Regions from separate parts of the Capsicum annuum genome. Here region 1 is linked to region 2. The links are chromatin contacts, called in public Hi-C maps. All regions are on one chromosome and are shown on one strand. Each heading gives the region's core, a stretch centred on a gene start, on an enhancer-like site or on the middle of the called end of the contact. The rest is flanking DNA. Distances are from core to core; before and after follow the strand shown.

Evidence for each region. Hi-C and Micro-C count contacts between places; a contact is called where the count stands out from the background.
Region 1: a Hi-C map of placenta shows a contact between it and region 2, with 1.8 times the contacts expected there. The contact joins two enhancer-like sites. A contact is called at or near these places in 3 of 5 Hi-C or Micro-C datasets (bud, leaf and placenta).

What each region holds. Positions count from the first base shown.
Region 1 is chr2:118,415,950-118,420,508 of UCD10Xv1.1, forward strand. No RefSeq gene overlaps it. Among protein-coding and RNA genes, the nearest start is that of LOC124896245, 77 kb to the right of the region's middle. Within about 2 kb of position 2,257, at least 1 of the 5 cell types and tissues checked has an H3K27ac peak or open chromatin away from gene starts, as enhancers often do.
Region 2 is chr2:118,331,717-118,336,524 of UCD10Xv1.1, forward strand. No RefSeq gene overlaps it. Among protein-coding and RNA genes, the nearest start is that of LOC107859092, 19 kb to the left of the region's middle. Within about 2 kb of position 1,350, at least 2 of the 5 cell types and tissues checked have an H3K27ac peak or open chromatin away from gene starts, as enhancers often do.

The sequences.
Region 1 (4,559 bases), core at 1,007-3,506, 85 kb after region 2:
TGAGGTGAGTTTTCTAAAATTTTAGTGTTCGTCAAGTTTTTATAATGATAAATAATTGTCTACTCTTAATGACCAATTGCTATGAGAAGTTATCTTTATGATTTTTATTTATAATGTTTCATATACAATTGATATTAACAATTAGAATTGACTTACCATTTTGTTCAGCTTATTTGCATGCCACAAGAAAGTGATATTAACAGAACAACTGAACTTCATAATAAAAATCAATATATACATATATATATATATATATATATATATATATATATATATATGAAATATGATGAGTGAGATCTCGAGTAAGTGTTTACATAATTTCTTCGTTGGTTCTTATTCTACTTTATTTTTTTCCTCATCATCGATATTTATTCTTCTTCTACTTTATTATATTTTTTTGGTGATTGTTAATTTGTTATAAGTAGTTGTGTTACATTATTATACTTATTCATAATGTAGTGTTATTATTTAGAATTATGTTTCCGTACATCAATATTAATATAATTTTAACTTGTCATATCAATAGTAATAGTTTATTCACTATATTTAATTTGCTCATTAATTGTTAGTGAATTGTCATTTTATTAATTAGAATTTTTGTAGGAATCCACAAATTTCAAAATCTACTCTCTATGTTTATATAAAGATATCCATGTTTATATAGCTAATTATAGCTGTGACTACTTAAATAAGAGGAGCCGATAATTATTATTCAATATAACATACTTAGGCTTCAACTCAAGAGTGTCTTTGAGCTATGAAGAAATAAAGTTTCTCTTAGAGGATAATGATCGGAACTCTCTTCTGAAAAAGGATCACGTTTGTTGTTTAAATATTAAATTACTAAAATATCTTTTTTATTTTTTTAAAATTAGGAGATTTAAGTACCTTTTGAAAGACCCAAGTATCTTTTTAAAGTCACAAGTATCACTTCAAACAATATGAGAGCAATATAATAAGTTGATTTTTATTTTTAAATATATATAAACAAATGATCATTAATCATGATTTAGTGGACCTAAAACTGACGTAGTCTTGAGTAATATAGTCCTTAAAGAAATAAACTTAAATTTACATATGCTTATAAATGGATGCGACTACGTAAGATAAATAACGATTCATGCTTTTGAATGTTTTACGAAGTTGTTAGAAAGTGATACATATTAGTATGTTAGAAAGTGATGCATTTGAATGCTTTTGAATGCTTGTATTTCTATTTGAGACAATTATTAAAAAAAGTGTCAATTAGGGTAAATATTAGTATGGTAATTTGTGATATCTCACCCTCTTAATACTACCATAATTAGTTATAGTATTAATTTAAAGTCGTTCTACCATATCATAAATTTTAAATCCTAGATCATTTTTTTGTCTATGTGAACATATAACTACTTACAATGTGACAATATAATGATATATATAATTTTTTTTGTGTAGTTACTCTTGATCTTTAGTTATTTAATTTATTATAAAATATTGTAGAGACATAAAATCTCAAAGTATAATGTTAATCGACAAAAAGACTAAACAAAGAAGGACATAAAACCTTATCTCGCAAGATAAACATAAATTCATCATATACATGCATTCAAAAGCTAATTCAAGCATTGTATCGATATAATGACATTTATGCTCATTATTTAAACAAATATTACATTTAGTGTAATATTAATAAGTTTTTTCCAAACAATTGTTATTCTTATCATTTTATATTAACGATGCAATATGCACGTGTAAAGCACGTACCATGGGCTAGTTATATAGACATATAGATATATAAATTATAAATTATATATATAGATATAGATTATAGATTATAGATTATAGATGTACCAGAAAGATAGTAACACAGGAGTTCACGAGCCATTGCTCTGCCGTGTTATTAGATAGATTATTTCTTTATTATTCTAACTTCCATCTGTTTCGTCGAAGAGAAATCAATGGAGAAAGATAATACACTCAAATAGCGGTTGAGCCATAAAATTTATTCAAAATATGAAAAAATAAGCCCATGAAAAAGCCATGAAAATTCAACATTTATTATATATATATAAATAATCTTAATCTTGAGCTTATAATATAATTTTTTACCAAAGTGAACTCACACTTGGCTCCGCCCAAGTGCACTCAAATATCTATAATTACTAATATAAAACGCAACAAATAACTTTAGTATTGATAAAACACTAGTACGCACAAACGTATACATCATGGAGTACGATATAAAGGTACATTTGTGCAACCTTTAGTCCACTTCTAGTGTGAAATGGACCCTGCCTTTTTACGGCCTGTACATGAAATGCCTGCGTATATATCTTCCGCAATCTTAGAAAAGATTCGATCAAAATAATAATAATAATTCAGTTGGTATGGAAGCTTTGCCATGCTTACTTTTAATTAGCGTATGGTAGAGCTAGAGTTTTAGTAATGAGGTCGATAAATCGTAGTAGGTTTATACAAAATTCTACATATTATTAATAGTCAATTAATATTTTATTTAAAATCTAATAGATTACGCTTTTTAAAATTCAAAATTCATAAATTTAAAATTTTGAATTTGCCTCTGTTCTGACCGGAACCAAGTGCATGCCACCAGGCCAAGGACCAAGGACCAAGTTGATGAAGATGAGATTCACCCAATTGCCTTCTTTCATCTATTATTGTATGCCAATAAGGGCACCCACAGGCTAGTGATGCCACTTTGGTGTTTTTACGGTGTCAGTTCATGAAGAGCCACTTGAATTTCATGGTCCATCCAACGTATCCTTTCACTAAGATATAACGTTTAGCATGTTGATGGTATGGTAGAAATTAGTTCGGAGATAAATTTATATCACTAATCAAATATGATATAAATTTTATTTATAGGATATCTCAAACTTATTCATGAGATATTCTACCTTATACCTCCTACCAAATGACAAATAATTTTAACATGTTTGAAAACACAATGTTATAGTCTAATTAATCGGTTCGACCTTTTCATGAACTCGCACATATATAGCATAATTTTTAGCTTATTGAGATGCTCCTTTGTAGTTTAAATTGTATTAGCTGTCGGAAGTTGATCATTAATCACGCAAGGAAGATCATTTTGTCGTTAGTTAAAATGAGTGAACTCATACACACAGTGGCAAAGTCAGAAATGTCATTGAAAGTGTTCAAGATTTAATATATATCTAAAAATAATATTTAACTTATGTACATAAAAATTATTTTTTACATATAATACATTTTCGGAAAAGGGGTGTTCAACTGTCTACCTTCGTCTATGTAGCTACACCACTGCTAATGCATTTCCTTTTTTTTTTATTTGCTTTTTCTCCCTCCACTATCAGATAGTACTACGTATTAGAGGTGGGGTAATATACATTTGAAAATTATGAATTTTGAATTTATTCTTTTTTATATTATTAGGTTTCAAATTAAGGCCCATTTGGTAATGAAAATAACATATTTTTTTAAAATTGGAGCTAAAGTTGAAGTTGGTGTGTGTTTGACTATGAATATAAATTTAAGTTATTTTTAAAATTTTATGAGAAGAATAGTTGTGAAAACAAGTTTTAGAGAAATAATTTTCATTAAAGTGAAATAATTTTTACGGTAAAATATTACTATTTTCACTTTTTTTTTCAATAAAATGAAATAATTTTTTGAAAAAGGGTAAAAAAATTCGCATGGCCAAACGCATACTTTAGGGTCTCAATAATTTTTTTATGTCGAATACAAAATATGAACCAAAGTACTAGTTCAGTTGAACTTGTAAAATACACAGTTACACATTATAGCCTTATCCCGATCTACATTAGGGTCTGAATTATTCGGATTAGCATCAAAAAGTTCCTTGGAAAGTAACAAGCTTGCTTCTAAATATGAATATTTTACTTTTAGGACTTAAACCCAAAACACTAATTAGTTGAGGTGGGAGAGTTACTGTTGTGAACCAAGTCGACTTTGTACTAGGCTATGGGTTAGAAGCGGTGAATTGGACTGATCTAGTTGAGATTATTGGACCTATTGAAATGTTGGAGTATTTTATTTGGGATCCAGGCCCAATTGTCAATTGGTTAAATAGGACTTGGAATTCGACAGAACAATTATGCGTATTATGTGAAGCCTTGGCTTGTTCTCTCATCTCCATTCTGTCTCTAGTATCTCATCCCCTTCTTTTTACTTTCTTACTATGTTATCTCTATCTTATTAATTAGTTAGCGTGACTATTACTTTTTGTTCAGATTTTAAGTTGTAATTTATGTTGAGCGAATCTAAATATATTTCCTGTTTGTGTTAAAAATTTGGATTGTTGCATTGGTGCTTTCATCCAGAGATCTTCAATGGAGGACCAAAAATTTCGAACTCCTTATGATTCAATTAACGTCGGGAGGGATTCAAGGTCAAGGGAGATATGTGAAATTCACTCATTAGTACAGGAGTTGATTGGAAACCCTGCAAGGTCTAAACCTACTCCGATGGAGTTTCCACGGTTCTGTGGCGAGAATCCTGAGTTATGAATCTCTCAGGTTGAACGCTACTTTGATTTTTATGAAATTGCAGAAAAA
Region 2 (4,808 bases), core at 100-2,599:
ATTAGTGGTTGAAGGTTCCATTGAGTTTGGCTAAGTTTGGGTGTAATTAGGCAACATCCACTCCCCTCCTTTCCAAAGTTACTATACGTCCACTCATTTCTATTATGTTTGGTTTAGATTCGTTTTAATTTATGTGGTATTGTTGTTGTTGTTCTTATTATTATTATTATTATTATTATTATTAATTTATCTTTAAAAGAATAACAAATTTAAGGTTTTTGAAAGTAAATTTTTGAGCTTTTATCTTACTAATGGCAAAATGGATATTTGTTTTCTTCTATATGTGGTGTTGGAAATTTTTTATCAATTTATGAGTTGAATTTTTTAGGTTGAATTGGAGTCAAAGTTCATCTCTTATAAAAGTTGACTTTAAATTGGCTTCTAAAGCCAAGTTTTAGTCAAAGTGTTTGGCATATTATCCGTGTAAGCAAACTTTTGATGTTTTAAGTTTGATTTATCACTTCTAAACTTCAGAGACGTGTGTATAAGTTTTGATAATTTATTCATTTCAGGTCATTTCAGGTATCTTAATTTTGTTTCCCTCATGATACCTTCATTCCAGTGGTACATTGGTACCTTATGCATTTCATCCATAGTACCTCAATTTAATTTATCCGTCCATTTTATTTCAGTAATAGTTTCATTTTTATAGTATCTAAATTTAATTTATTTGTCTAAAACTAGCCCGATCCAAATAGAAATTTATGAGGATCTACAATATAATAACTAAATCATGACAAGCGAAAAAAATATTACATATGTCGATACCTCACACAACAGTCAATGCCATGAAATATTTGTTAATCAACATCGAGCAAAATTTTTGAAGAAGATTTTATCTATAGTTTGCCAAAATGAATATAGTTTAAACAATACGGTAAAATCGAATATATATATATATATATATATATATATATATACATATATATAGTGGCGGAGCCACCTTGTGATTAGGGGTTCATCCGAACCCCCTTCGACGAAAAATTATACTATTTCTATATAGTGAAAATTTCTTTTTATGTATATATAATTGATGTTGAACCCCCTTCGGCTAGTTCGTGTGCCTACATTTTTCGATTTTAAACCTCCTTGGTGAAAATTCCAGCTCCGCCACTATATATATATATATATATACTTCTCCATTTGATTCTGAATGGAATACTTTTTACATAATTTCAAGAAATTTGTTTTAAATAACATATTCAATTAAACTATATATATGATACTAATTGATATGGGAGAGCATTTATAATATCTTTTCTAAAAATGTCTACCCACTACTTGTCGTCCCCTAACAATCACCTATACTATATATCATATTGGCATAATCTTCATTGAATTTTGTACTTCAATTTGGTAGGACCTACTTAAGATCCACCCCACACCTTTGGGAGTCTCTATTGTCCTCCAATCTCCCTCCCTCTTGACCTTCAGCCATCCCATCTAAGAGTATTAAAAGATAACTTACTTAAATCTAACATGTTTAATTCATCACTTGTAGACCCAGGTTCAGCATATAGTATGAGATGACAAAATTGAATTTGAATTCTATGTATTCTTTAGATGATAAAATAGAATTTGAATTCTATGTATTCTTTTGTGAAAGTCAAAAGTCTCTTTTAATTTCCATTTTAAAATTTCTCCCCATTATCCGGAAAGACAACAATAACAAAGGACAAAAAGAATAAAAAACAAAGGGCAAATTTTGTAAACTTGGAAAAATGTCCTTTTCAACTAATTTTTTTTATTACTCTCTCCGTTTCATAAAAACGAATTATTTAATTTTGGCACACATATTAAGGAAAAAACATTAAAGACATAAATTTAACACAATTTTTTATTTTTATCCCAAAAAAAGAAAAAATTGACCTTATAATACCTTTTCAAAAGTTAATTTGTTGTCAAATCATAAGGACAAATTTGAAAAAAAATTCAATGATTCACTTATTTTAAAACACCAATAAATACCTCAACAATTCACTTATTCCGAAACGGAGGGAGTATTGTTTTTTAACTTTCCGGATCGGGTGTTTTTTTCCATATTTAGTTAATTATGATCATACTAATCAACTATTTAAATAAAATTGATGAATAAAGTATGATATTTAAATCAAAAAGTGGTCCATGCATCCATGAATCATGATCAAAGCGTAATTTGCTATATTTAATTAATTAACGGTATTCACCATATTCTTGTGATGATTTAACCCCATCATATATACTTTTTTTTTCGAGGAAACCTGTAGGTTTGCGTCCCTTCTAAGTTAACTATATATCATAAAAATCTGAAAAGCCAAAAAGAAGAAAGAAAAAAAAAATAAAAAATCTCGTGAAGTAAAGATAACCAACCACGGGCCAAAAACGGGATGCTGCATGCCGTGGTCCTCTCTAAAATTAAGGTGGTCCTTAGATGTTTTTGTTTTCTCATTTAATTATTCCGTATGTATTTAATATCTATTAGATCGACTAATCTGAATTCATGAGCGGAGACATGCTTTAATATTATAATATTTGAATTTGACAGAAAAAAATAGTTTTGATTTAAATTGGATAGTTGTGTTTAGAGATGCATTTTACAAGAACTCATTTAGTAACACTTTAGGTCGTTGTTCAAGAAATCACTATAACGGGTGAAGCGTTTCCTATCAAAAAGTTTCATATTTCGAAAGCTTGAGTCCAAGATCTTTGGTTAAGGATGAATGTATTTCAACGATCTCACTACACTTGTGACACTTTACAAGAACTCATTTACTAACACTTGAGGCTGCTGTCCAAGAAATTACTATGCGGGGGTGAAGTGCTTCGTATCAAAAAGTTTTATATTTCGAAAATTTAAATTTAAGATCTCTGATTAAAGATGAAGGTATTTCAACGATCTCACTACACTCCTCATCACAGTTAAAGATGTTCCTAGATATACCTGCTATGAGACTTTCCAATAATTTTCTCTATATCTACCATCTTCATGCATGGTCTTGTGGTCCTTGACTAGAAAAATGCTTAACTAAATCAAAATGCTTTGTACTTTGGTAGAGAATGATATTTTTGACCATTAGCTAGCTAGCTAGTTTTAGGGGTTCCATGTTGAAACTTTGTTTTAGGATTAATTTTTCTCTTTTGCTCAAAATCATCATTTTAGGAAACTAACCAAAAAGTTTCTTACTTACGATTTTCGAATCATCTAAATGATATGTTAACTAATCTATTGGTTAATTATTAGCATTTTGAGCTCACATTGGAGATGAGTTGAGAATTAAAAATAAATAAATAAAATACGTATACTATTAAATTAAGAAAGGAATAAAAGAAAAATAAATTAGCCTTTGCCTTGTTGCCTGTTGGGAAGGTCCCCATTCAGATTATCACAGACTTTATATTACGAGGATCAACTTGCATATATCTACCAGAAATTAAAGACAGTAATACATGAGGTCACGAGCCATTGCTTTGCCTTATTATTTATAGATTATTTATTTATTATTCTAACTTGCCAACGGTTTCATTGAAGGGAAATCAATGGAGAAAGATAAAATAATATAATGAAATAGTGACGGAATCAGAATTTTTATTTAAGATATGAAGTAAAACAGGAAGAAGTCCAGAAATTGAACATCTATTATATATAAATAAAAAAAAATAATTCAAACGATAAATTTACAATATAATTTTTTTCACCAAAGGAGATTTGGGCAGGATTGGCCCCATTACTCCCACATGGCTCCACCGATCTGCACTCAAATATCTATAGTTACTAATATTAAACGCAACAAATAACTTTAGTATTGCTTCCATGATTACGTACTTACATTCAAATATATAAGATTAAACACTAACGTATACATCATTGAGTACGATATAAAGGTATATTTGTACAACCTTTAGTCCACTTCTAGTGTGAAATGGACCCTGCCTTTTTACGGCCTGTACATGAAATGCCTGCATATATATCTTCCGCAATCTTAGAAAAGATTCGATCAAAATAATAATAATTAATAATTCGACTTGTCATGCTTACTTTTTAGCTTATGAGCGGAGTCAGAGGTTTGGTTAAGAGTTCAACAGAACCTAATAGTTACGTTCAAGATTTTATATTTATATCACACATGATATTTTATTCAAAATCTAATAAGTTACAATTTTGAAACTTCAATTCAAAACTCATAAATATAAAATTCTGGATCTGCCTCTGCGCTGATCGGAGCCAAGTGCCCACCAGGCAAGGACCAAGGACCAAGTTGGTGAAGATGAGATTCACCCAAGTGCCTTCTTTCATCTATTATTGCATGTACGTAGCCAACAAGGCCACCCACAGACTAGTGATACTACTCTGGTATTTTTACGGTGTCAGTTCATGAAGAGCCACTTGAATTTCATGGTCCACGCTCCACAAAACCCCTTTTTTCACACTTATTTGAGTGATTTGGCGTAGCTTTCTACTTGTCCAACACTTATCCTATTCCTTTCACTAAGCTATAAACACATGTTTTAAAAACAATGTAGTAGTAGTTTAAACTGTGGTTCGGTTCTTTCTTGAACTTCACTCATGACGGAAATTTTAACGCACTATCAGGCTATCCTTTTGTAGTACTCTCTTCATTTCTTTTTAATTATTTTCTTTTCATATTTTGAGTCAAACGATACAAACTTTGATCAATATTTTAAGATGTATAATTAAAATTTATAATACTTTTCATGTAATTTTTGAATATCTAAATTTTAATTTTAAAAAATTAATTTAATTTAATTTAATTTAATTTTAAAACTTAGTCAAATTAACTAACGAAAAACGAAGGAAACAATTAGTAAAA